2 separate regions of the Capra hircus genome follow, and region 2 is linked to region 1. Evidence: chromatin contacts called from public Hi-C data. All regions are on one chromosome and are shown on one strand. Each heading gives the region's core, a stretch centred on a gene start, on an enhancer-like site or on the middle of the called end of the contact. The rest is flanking DNA. Distances are from core to core; before and after follow the strand shown. Region 1 holds the start of BHLHE23 (class E basic helix-loop-helix protein 23). Region 2 overlaps DIDO1 (death-inducer obliterator 1).

Region 1 (5,279 bases), core at 1,032-3,531:
TTTTAGAATGTGCAAAACTGATAAACTAGTCTGTTACTGGGGCGGGGGGGAGACAATAAGAAATAAATGTGGAAATTAGCAAAAACCAGTATTAAACATATGTCTTTATGAATAAGACTTAATCACACACTTCATTTTGCAAATACAAAAGGGCCTTTTGAAACGTATTAATTAAAGTTAACCGCTGTAGACAGGCCGCTTTGTAGGGCCGCAGTCCTCTCCCTATTAGCATAGCATTAACGACAGCCGCGGAAATTGGGTTAATATAGCCGGGTATTGTGGCAGAGCCGCTCCAGCGCAAACCGGCGAGCTCAGCTCGGTCCCTCTGGGAGGCCCAGGCTGTGCGCGGCGCGTGGACCCCGGCTGGTGGCGGAGTTCTGAGTTGAGAACTGCCTTTAAAAGAAATCCCATCACCGTGCTCATCGGCCAGGGCGTGGCCCCAGCAGCGTGTACTCACCGGGGCCGGGTCACCTCTCCCAGAATTGTGCGGGGTCGGTGGAGAGGGGCCTTGGCCTGTCACCAGGGCTAAACTAGGCCCTCCCCTGACACCCCAGGAGCCCTCCTCCATGCAGCCGCCTTTAAGCAGAGGGCGCATCTCAGTCTCCATAAAGCTTCACCAGGGCCGCGCCAGGGCGGTGGTGGCTGGAGAGTCCAGGGGCTGCTTAGGGACAATGGGAAGCAGCCGGCGTCAACGTCGGCTCACCCAGAGGTCAGCATCTCCAGGCAGGCTAGAAAAGAAACGTAACAAACGGGAGAGGCGAAAAGCTACCAATCGGGGTATTCTTGCGTCCGCGGTCTAGCTTCCTTGCAACCACAGTTGCGGGACCGGGTTGGGGCTCATCCCGCAGTTCCGCTCCTGCGGCACCGGGAGGGGGTCATGGAGCCGGCGGAGGCGGAACACTCCCACCCAGAGCGCGGCCTTGTGGTTGGCAAGACGGCGGACGCAGGCCAAATACGCGCCCCGAGAGGGCCGGGGCCCGGGCTACCCTCCTTCCCTGCGCTCTGCGAGCCCCTAGGTGGCTCTGGGGAGGATCACCCGCGCGGGGATGGCGCCAACCCCTGTTCCCACTGCAACCCCGGGTTTCTTTTTGAGGCTGACCGGTGGCGCCCAGACAAACACGGTTGGTCAGCCCCGTCCTGTCCAGGATCGATGGCTGGCGACGTCCGGAGAGTGCCCAGGGGCGCTGCAGGCTCTAGGACCTGGATTCCAGCACCCCGTTGTCCGGTTCAGTCCCACTCCCGACTGGGCTTTGCTCTTCTGTTCCGCCGGCCCAACTGCTCAGCGCATAAGGGCTGGAAGCGAGGTGCGGCCGTCTTCTCCCCGTGAGCGCAGTCCAGTGGGGGAGGGTGGCAGTCATGGGGGAAAGGTAAAATGAAGGACGCGTGCAGAAGGAGGGACGGCCCAGGGCCCTTAGGGCTTCTCGTTACAGTGTTTGCAAAGCGCCGAGGGCGTCCCGGAGAAGGCGGCGCACTTGTCTGGACAGGGCAGCGCGGCGCTGGCAGAGAAGGGGTACACTGCAGCCTGGCCGAAGGGCGCCAAGGGCGCGGCGGCCACCGGCGCGGCCAAGCCCTGGCCGTGGTTGAGGTAGGCCACGAGGCGCCGCATCTCGTCCAGGGCCTGCGCCTGCATGAGGATGTAATTCTTGGCGAGCAGCAGCGTGGCGATCTTGGAGAGCTTGCGCACCGACGGGCTGTGCGCGTAGGGGATCACCGCGCGCAGACCGTCCAGGGCGTCGTTCAGGTCGTGCATCCGCCGGCGCTCCCGGGCGTTGATGCTCAGCCGCAGCGACCGCTGCTCCCGGGGCCGCCGCCGTCCGTCCGCCGCGCTCCCCGGCCCGCGCCGCCGCCTCCGCCGCTCGAAGGCGTCGTCCTCGTCCCCGCTCTGCTCGCCGCTGCTCTCGGCTGCCGCGGCCGGGGCTCGGGGCGCGGACGCCGCGGGGAGGTCACCTCCCGTGCCCGGCATGCCGTAACAGCGGGCAGCCTCGGGCCCCCGGGCCGGCCCGTAGGCGAGGCCCGCCGCCGCGTAGCCGTGGCTCAGCTCCAGGTACGCGTCCCCCGACAGCGACTTGAGCTCTGCCATGGCCGCGCCTCTGGGCCCGAGGGCCCGCCGGGCGGGCAGGTGCTCCTACGGCCCAGGCCGTGCCGCCCCAGGGTCCGCGCTCGCGCTGGCCGCTGGCGCCGCCTCGGTCCCGTTCCCGGCTCGCGCGTCCGTCCGGCAGTCAGTCAGTCCCCGAGCCTCCCAGGGCCTCGGCCCCGCCTCCTGGTCGCCTCCCCTCCTCCTTCTCCCCTCCCCCTCCTATTCCGTCTCTTTCTCTCCTACTGCCCCCCACCCCACCCCCACCTCTCGCCGCCGCGCGCTGGGCTGGGCTGGGGAGCGCTTTACCTCCCACTCGCGCCGCCACTCCCCCTTTAAGGTGCGGAGGCGCCCGCTGGGACTTCGTAGCCGTCCAATCAGAGGGGACCTGGTGACCGCCTCTTTCCGGAGCCCGGCAGCTTAGGCGGCGCAGACCGACGGCCAAGGGTGGGGGAGCCGCCGGGATGAGGGAGCCGGGGGTCTGGTTGGAGACAGTGGTGGACACGGTGGGGCCTAGGAGCGCTGTTCCCGCTTCTCCGCGCTGCCTCCTGCCGCCCCCGGGGGTGCAGCCGCTGTACGCTCCTGTCCCTCGTGGGCACCCGTCTCAGTCCGACTCCTTCTCTTCTTCTGTGCCATTTGCAGGACCTACGTCCGGCGTCGCGCAGGCAGGGATCAGAGCAGGGAGCGCGCAGAACACCACGGAGATCGACCAGCCGACTCCGCATCAGGTGCCGGGCGTACGCCTGGGGCGCTCCTCCCGGGTGGGCGTCCTAGTAGCACCACACAGCCAGGTAACCCGAAGGGCAAACTGGGCGCTCCCAGCGCCCCTTCCAGGGCCTGCTGGCTCTCCAGGACTTCGGTGCTGGGTGGGAGTGTTGGAGGAGACAGGCGCAAACACGTGGATCATCTGTCGTGGGAACATCAGAGACCGGCTCTCTGGGCCCCCGGATGAGGGGAGGGAACCTGGGGCTGATGTTTAGGAGAGAAGGTCTGACCTACCTGCGTGTCCGGCTGCGAATGAAGGACCAGGAGGGTCTGGGGGAGGCCTTTTCCAAGGAGCCCCTGCACTGCCTCCTGGGCCAAAGTCTGGAGAGCGAGTGGGGGACGCCCCGCAGCTGGGGTGGGGAAGCACCCTGAGGGGCAGGGCGCATCTAGGCTGTTGGAGGGGCGGCAGAGGGCGGGAGTGGGGGTGGGGGCAGAGGCCCGCGTGGCTGGTCCTGGTGGGGAGTTTGGTCTTTGCTGGGAGGACAGAGGCCACCCAGAAGGAGCTCAGGGAAACGCTTTCTGCAGACCGCGGCACCACAGCCCTCAGGGGATTTGGGAGGCTTCCTTCTGGGTGTCCCTCCCGGCCTGGTAGAGCTGGTCAGGGTGAAAGGGGTTGTAAGCAGAGGTGGGCCAGCTCCACTGATGCCCCCGGGCCCATGCGAGTGGTGGGGTCTGATGGGAGCTGAGGGCCTCCTGCCTCTGGGCCTCAGGGCTGGGGGTGGGGTTAAGGGGTCGGGTAGGCTCAGTGGATAAACTGAGGGTGGGAGCGTTTGAACCAACCAAGGGGTGTCTGGCAGGCATTTGTGCGGTCGTGGGTATGTCATCAGAATATGTAGTCATTGAAACCACAGGCACCCAGGAGATCGATTTTCGAGGCTGGAGCAGAGCTCCCGCTGTGGCTGCAGGTCGGCATCTCTGGGAGGTTCAGTTAAATCCGATGTCAGCCCGCCCCGCCCCCTCCACCCCCCAAATGGGATCTGACCCCAGCAGTAGAAGCAGTCTTCGTGGCTGAGTCGCGAATATGCCTGGACAGGAGTGGTTTTTGGGCTGACGCTGCCACCTGCTGGCCGCTTGGGAGATTGCACTCCACCTGCGGGCCCTGCTGTTTAATGGGCGTTCTCAGGCCCTCCGGACCCCATTAGCCTCGCTTCCTGGCACAGCCAGGCACAGTGAGGCACCCTTGACACCTTGGCAAGTCTCCCATCTCTGCTTTTGGAGGTGGCGGCTCCAGAGGCCAGTACTTCACGAGAATTGGGTAAAACACAAGGCGCCCAGGGGCAGCTACTACCCCAAACCTGGCCGCTGCCCCAGACCTGGCCGGCTTCTTCGGAAGGCATGCCAGCCCTGGGGAAGAAGCTGCCTTCCAGGGTGGGCGCAAGAACCCCGCCTGCTCCACCACCTGCTCAGAGGGTGTTCCTTATTCCTTATGTCACTTCTGATGTCTCAGCAGTTTCTTTCTAAACGTCACTAATGGGCAGTTTACACTAAGAGGCTCCGTGGCCAATCCTGGACCATGGCTGAGAGGCCCAAAGAACATTGATTTCAAACCTCCTCATGTTTTTATTGGTTTTGTGTTGCATGCCCACACTTGCTTTTGGGTTGTGACTTTTTTTCTGGGCTATTTCCTAAGTGCAGAAGGCTAAATGCGGTCATGGCTCTTTGGTGTTTGGTGTGGGCGGTTCCTCTGGGGTGAGGTCCCTGTTGGCAGGCTGAGGGCAGCAGGTTGGGACAGCCAGGAAGTGTCAGGCCCTGCCAAGCAGGGAAGAGGTTAGCAGCTGCTTTGGGGCAGCGCTGGTCCTGCATTTGGGGCGAGACTCTGACCCCATTGTTTCTGGGGCTCTCTGGTGATGGAGGGCCTGGGCCGAGGTTCATTTTAGGGGTGTGTGTTCCCTGTACCTCTCTCCAGTACCTCTGGGTAATGCTTGGTAATTGCCCTTCAAGTGCCCCAAGTAGAGTGGCAGAGCCTCCAGGTGGCAGCTCTGGCCTTGGACCGTCCACCATCTCCGTGTCCCCATGGGGGGAAGGCAAAGAAAGATGCTGCCAGTCCTCTTACCAGAACCTGTTTGTTAAGGTTGTTAGAAGCCCCACAGAAGCACCACCTTCTGCATGTGGACAGGACTTGACAGCTTATAAACCCCTCCCTCCCCGCTCCCTCTCTCCCTCCAGTCCACTAGTGGGCACCGTGCTGGGCAAGTCCAGAGTGATAAGAATTTTTTGAAAAAAAGCTTTATCGAGATATAATTCAAGTACTAACTACACAGCCTACCCATTCAAAGTGTATAAGTCAAGGTTTTTAGATTATTCACAGTGTCACGTGTCCATCACAATAGTCTGTTCCAGGGCACGTTTGTCACCCCAAAAAGACCCACATACGGTTAGACCCGCATCCCTCCCTTTCCTTCTTTCACAAAACCCATGGCAACCAGCATCTGCCTTCTGT
Region 2 (5,279 bases), core at 1,517-4,016, 78 kb before region 1:
GAAGTACTGGTAACAGTCCATCCCGGGGGTAAGGGGCTCACAGGTGTTCATCATTCTTTCAGAAAGTCAATTGGACATGGTAAGATTAATGAGACATAGGATTCTGGGAGAAGACCGCAACATGGGGAGGCCAGCTACTTTTATACCAGGAGCTGGGTGGCAGGTCCACAACACATTTCCATTCACATGCCTCCAGCTGCAGCTTGTTACTGGCTAAGACAGTAGGTTCGAGCTTTTAACCCAGACAGGGATGTGGTCAAAAGCTAAAACGGAAATCTTTATGTCAGTACTTCATGTTCATGGAGTGTATCTAACCCTGTATCAGGCCAAGAGAGCTGCACCTGCAGGTAAGCAAGGCAGGTCATTCTCAGAACCAGACCTAAAACCAGCCGTCACCGACCTTTTTTTCTAGTCTCTTGATACTGGGTTCTGTGGCCCACTCCCAGACAGCCCCACTCCAGTCCACTGCCCAGAATGGTTGGACCCAAATGGGCAGGATGGGGGGACAGGCGGGTCCAGGGTGCGAGCTGGGACAGCATGGGGACACCACCTGGGCCAGGTGGTCATCTCACATGAGACCGATGGAGAGACTGCCTGCCCAAGTGCAGACTTCTCAAACACCCCCAGCATGGTGAGCCCCCAGCACCTAAATGGGAGACTTCAAGATGTTCCAGCAACCTTCCCACTTTACCCAGAGATTAGAGCCACCAATTTGTCACCCGCTGGTGCTTCTTACAACTGTCCTAGGGAGACCCAGGGAAAGTCCAGTGTGGAAAGTGAGACCCTACCTGCAGCTAAGGCTTGACCCCACAACAGCCCCAAGGCATTCACAGCCAACATCCCGCAGGGCCATCCTGGCACAGGGTCAGAGCACTGCCCTCCAGAAATGCCCTGCCTCCAACACTGGCAATGCCAGGGCAGACAGGGTGCTAAAAGCCCAGGGACTGCAGTTTTTTCCACTTCATAGTTTAAGGGAAATTACTTTTTAACCAAGTTTGAAACAGGGCTACTATGCACACCCAACACTTTTAACTAAGAGTCGGGTTAGAGGCAGTTCACTGTCATCAAGCAACAATCTTGACTTCCAGTCTCTCATTTTCATCTCACAGAGCCTGATTCATGCCCCTCACCCACAGTGTCCCAACCACTAGTCCTGTGTCTGCTGGCATCCCCATGTGATGCTGTCTAGGCTTTCCCAAGACCACCCACTCCCTGTGGAGGGCCCACTCATGCTCTACATCTGCCCCACTGGCCAATACCCACATCCCATTAGCAAATCAGTTAATACAGTAAAACTGGGGACCTCACAGTTACTAAAATGAAAAACAACGTTTCTGTGCGTATTATTTCGTCTGCTCAAGTTCACGTCCCTAAGGGAGTTGCCACACCTCAGTACGCGGAAACTTTTCTTCACCAGCTCAGACTTGGCTAAGAGGGTCTGCAGCACCTAATGTGCAGACTGCTAGAGTTTAGGTTAAATGAGACTGGTGAAGGCCCTCTTCTTGGGGGAAGGGACGGAGCAGAGTGCAGCAGGATGCGGTCCCAGATGTGACCACCAGCAGGGGATGAAGGAACCAGCCTGTCCGCATTAAAATTCAGACCTAAAACCAGCCCAGCCAGCTTTTCTACAAACTTCACTGAGATTATTTTTAACAGCATTTTTAAGTAACTCCAAAATGGTAGCCTAAAGTGCTTCCAGAATCCTCAATGAGGCACCTGTGGTGGGGTCTCAAATCCTGCCACGTGGCATCTACATTGTTTCAGATGACAATTCCTGTTAACTTCACATCCTTCACTCCCTAAGACCCACGCTTGTGCTGTCTCACCGGTGCTCTCACTTGGAAACACAAGCCAGAAGCTTATTTCTGGGCCATTCCCAGTCCAGGTGACTGAAGTGAGCAACCTGCTGTCCAGGAGCAGGTGCAGTAAGTGAACATCACCTGAGAATTAGGGGACAGCTTTCCCGAACCAGCCTTCTGCTCTCTTGGAAAACTAGTTGCTTCTGGCTTTTTAACGTCACCTTTCATCCTGCCTTCCCTGTATCTCAGAGTATGTAAGTAGGTGTAACTAGTATAAATTAAGAAATTGGTAAAAATGTGGACAGTGGTGGGACCTTAACAGCTAGTTGTCTCTGTGCCCCTTGTCACAGGTGGGCTGGTTGCTGCTGGGATGGCAGGACACCACACAGCACTGGAGTGCGACAGTGACACTCATCTGTGTAAAGCTTTAACTGCACCGGCCAACTCTTCACCCAAACTCCTGTTACCGTGTGTGCACCTTCACAGAAGGGAAGGAAAGCAGCACCCCCAAGGCATCGTGGCTCCAGAGACGGCAGACCCCCCCAGTGCTGTCAGGAAGCAGGGAAAACTACCAGCCTGCAAGTTGGAAGAACACAGCCCCCTCCCCCAGGAGTGTGTGCCCAGTCTGGGTCATCCTGGGGTCCTGCCTGTGGCAGTGGCCTGAGTTCCACGCTAGGTGTTTTCTTGGGGAGCAGCTAGAGAAGGAAAAGCTGCCCGGTGGCCTGGTCACTGCCCCAGATGACGTCGTTTCTGCTGGGTCCGGCCATTGGTTTGTACTGGAAATGAGTTGTTTGTGGTGGAGCCCGGTAGGAACCAGGCAGGCCGGTGCGTTCAGGGACCAGCAACATTCTAATTGGCTAATTTCCCAATCAGCATGAAACCGGAGGCCTTGTCACTCGGTGAGGCAGCTGTGGCACTACAGCTTCGCTGGCCACTGGGTGGCACTGGTGGGCCTCGGTGGGGACGGGAGGACAGAGGCGCGGAGGGCCGCCCTCCTCGGGCAGACAGTGCTGTGCAGCTGCAGCAGGACGAGGTAGCAGCGCCGCGCTGCTCGCGCCCAGTCAAGGCTGTTGCAGGGTGGCTCCCACAGGGCCCGGCGAGAAACCCTGAGAGACGGCCATGGCTTTATGCCTTTCGTCCTGCCCAAATGAGGTACCAATTTACCCTGAAAAGCCCCTAGATACGAGGCTTAGAGTCACAATGAAAGTGGAGTACAGGGGAAGCATTGGCAGGGGGACACTTCTTGGGAAGCACAGGCTGTAAATGTCAAAGGAATTAGAGCTTCTGGTGTGACCACGCGCCAAGTAAGACTCACCACATGGTGTGAGTAGAGGACCCCCTCCCTTTCCCCCCTTGCCCATTCCCACGTGGCTACAAACCTGCCCAGACAAGGCAGCTACCGCCCAAGGATCGGGTAAGGGGACCAGCCAGGGCTCAGAGGCCATAGTGCATCTGGGGGATGGACTCCACAGTTATCAGCAGCTGTATTTTCAGCTCAGCCTGGCCATGTATCAGGATGCCTCTCATTTTAACTTTTTGACTCCTCCTGGTGTGAAAAACACCATTTTGCTTTTGTACCTTTGCTTAATTAAGTATTCTTCAGTGAATCTCTCCTGCAGTAGTAGTAATGCTTACATGGGGGGGTGGTGGTACACAGAAAACTCAGGAGGCCTGAGCTCTGGCCCTGCGCTCTCACAGCAGGGGTCTGTATGTGCGTGCATAGCCTAACTGCCCTGCTTTGGGGCCAAAGCTTGTCCAGATGGACTTCTTACTGATATCCAGTATTTGAGCGACTTACACCTACAGAGGTGCATAGAACGATCCATAATAAATTTGCAAAAAACCAAGTACACTTTCAGAGGCAAACAACCCTTCCTGTTTTAATAGTTTCACATACAGTATTTTGAAAATAAAATACTGAATGATTCACAATAGGTTGGTAATGTATGAAAGAAACAGTCAAAGTCACCCCTTCAACAGGAATCACTAGGATGACATGGGACGGAGGCCATGGGAGGCAGTGTTCCCGTGTCCTGCCTGCATGGCTAGTGGTGGGGGTGACCTCCACCCCAAGACCCCACCAGGAGCAGAGCTGATGCGTATCCTGAGCTCTGACCCTGCCAACAGGCACTCCTACTTTAATGAGGTTCAGTTTTCACTCATCTGTGACTAAATCATCTACAACTCTAAGAATCATTATGGGGCCAGGGGCAGGTTGGACGCTTACTGCCCCCACCCCACAGGCCCCTAGTCCCCAAGGGTGGCGCTCAGTGGAGCCTGTGGCCCAAGGCACCTGCTGACCCCAAGGGTTAAGCGGCAGTTACCTTGGTGTTTGTCCTTTGATGCCTCCCGGTGCACGGCAATGCCCCAAGCTTCGTTTACATAAATTTAAAGTGGAAAACTTTCTTATCGATCTTCTTAGGTTAACTTCTTTAACTTTCAGAAGAAAGACTATAACTATATATATGCACAGTGATGTGCAACAAACATCGAGGATGTTAACTGTTCAAGTACACCCGAGCCTCGTGTACCACAGAGGAGGATTTACAGCTGCATCTTCAGAGAGGCCTGTGGACTCGATGCCACCTCGGGACTCTGCCTCAGGGCTTGTCTGCATGTGTCACAGGGGACGCAGAGCCCCACAGGCCACACGCAGGCCACAGAAGAGCAGGCGTGGTGAGCAAGACCAGTCCTGCTGGAAGCTTCTACCCCATCCCCCTGGTGAAACACCAGAACTACAGGGAACAGCCTGGGCACACCTGAGGGTCTGTCAGAAAAACACCTGTGCATGCGAAACCTTCCCTGCACTAACTTTCTGAACAGCTGGCTATTAAAAAAATCCAACACTTGTGAGAAGTAAAATACTTAGAAATACCAGGTAATGTCAATGACATCCAAAAACATTCCAGCTGTAGGGGTAACAAAAAACAGCCATCTTGGTGAACCCTGTATGAGAACAGGTTCTGACTCTCCAAGTGGGGGGACAGATGCAGATGTGCAAAGCTAGTCTGTCACCAAACTTTTTTTTTTTGCCACTATCCTGGAAGAGATGGATAAAAATGCCTTATGCAGCTGATAAAACATGTCTCTCCGAGCGGGCCATCGCTACTGACTGCTCTGCTTTGGGAAGCTCTTCTCCTCTCACAGCCTGTGACAGGTGTCACCCCTGTGAAACCATTGTCCCTGAGTCCTGGAGCCGCAACTTGGAGACTGGACACATGGCTCACGGGGGCCACGCTTGTGTCCCAGCAGGCTGCTCAGCATCACTGGACCTGGCACACAGGTTCTGCCGGGGTTCCCATTTTAATTCTCAAAGCTAAAGGAAACTGCAGAAATTTCATTTTTCATTCAAAATTTTGTCAAAATCCCATGTTTGTTCAAATCACCTCGGAGCCATGGAGGGAGCCTAAAACATGGGGAAATGTTCTGAGTCTGTCAGAGTCCCACTTTCAAATTCTAACAAACCAGGGACACTTCAGA

The links. Hi-C and Micro-C count contacts between places; a contact is called where the count stands out from the background.
Region 2: a contact with region 1 is called in a Hi-C map of blood, with 6 times the contacts expected there. The contact joins the enhancer-like site here to the promoter of BHLHE23 in region 1. A contact is called at or near these places in 2 of 5 Hi-C or Micro-C datasets (blood and liver).

The regions. Positions count from the first base shown.
Region 1 is chr13:53,744,817-53,750,095 of ARS1.2, reverse strand. It overlaps BHLHE23 (class E basic helix-loop-helix protein 23), which reads right to left and starts at 2,281. Exons shown (of 1, transcript XM_005701397.3): 1 at 1-2,281. The coding sequence starts at 2,080. The coding sequence ends at 1,412.
Region 2 is chr13:53,823,343-53,828,621 of ARS1.2, reverse strand. All of the region lies in intron 7 of DIDO1 (death-inducer obliterator 1), which reads right to left. Among named protein-coding and RNA genes, the nearest start is that of TCFL5, 26 kb to the left of the region's middle. Within about 2 kb of position 2,766, at least 3 of the 5 cell types and tissues checked have an H3K27ac peak or open chromatin away from gene starts, as enhancers often do.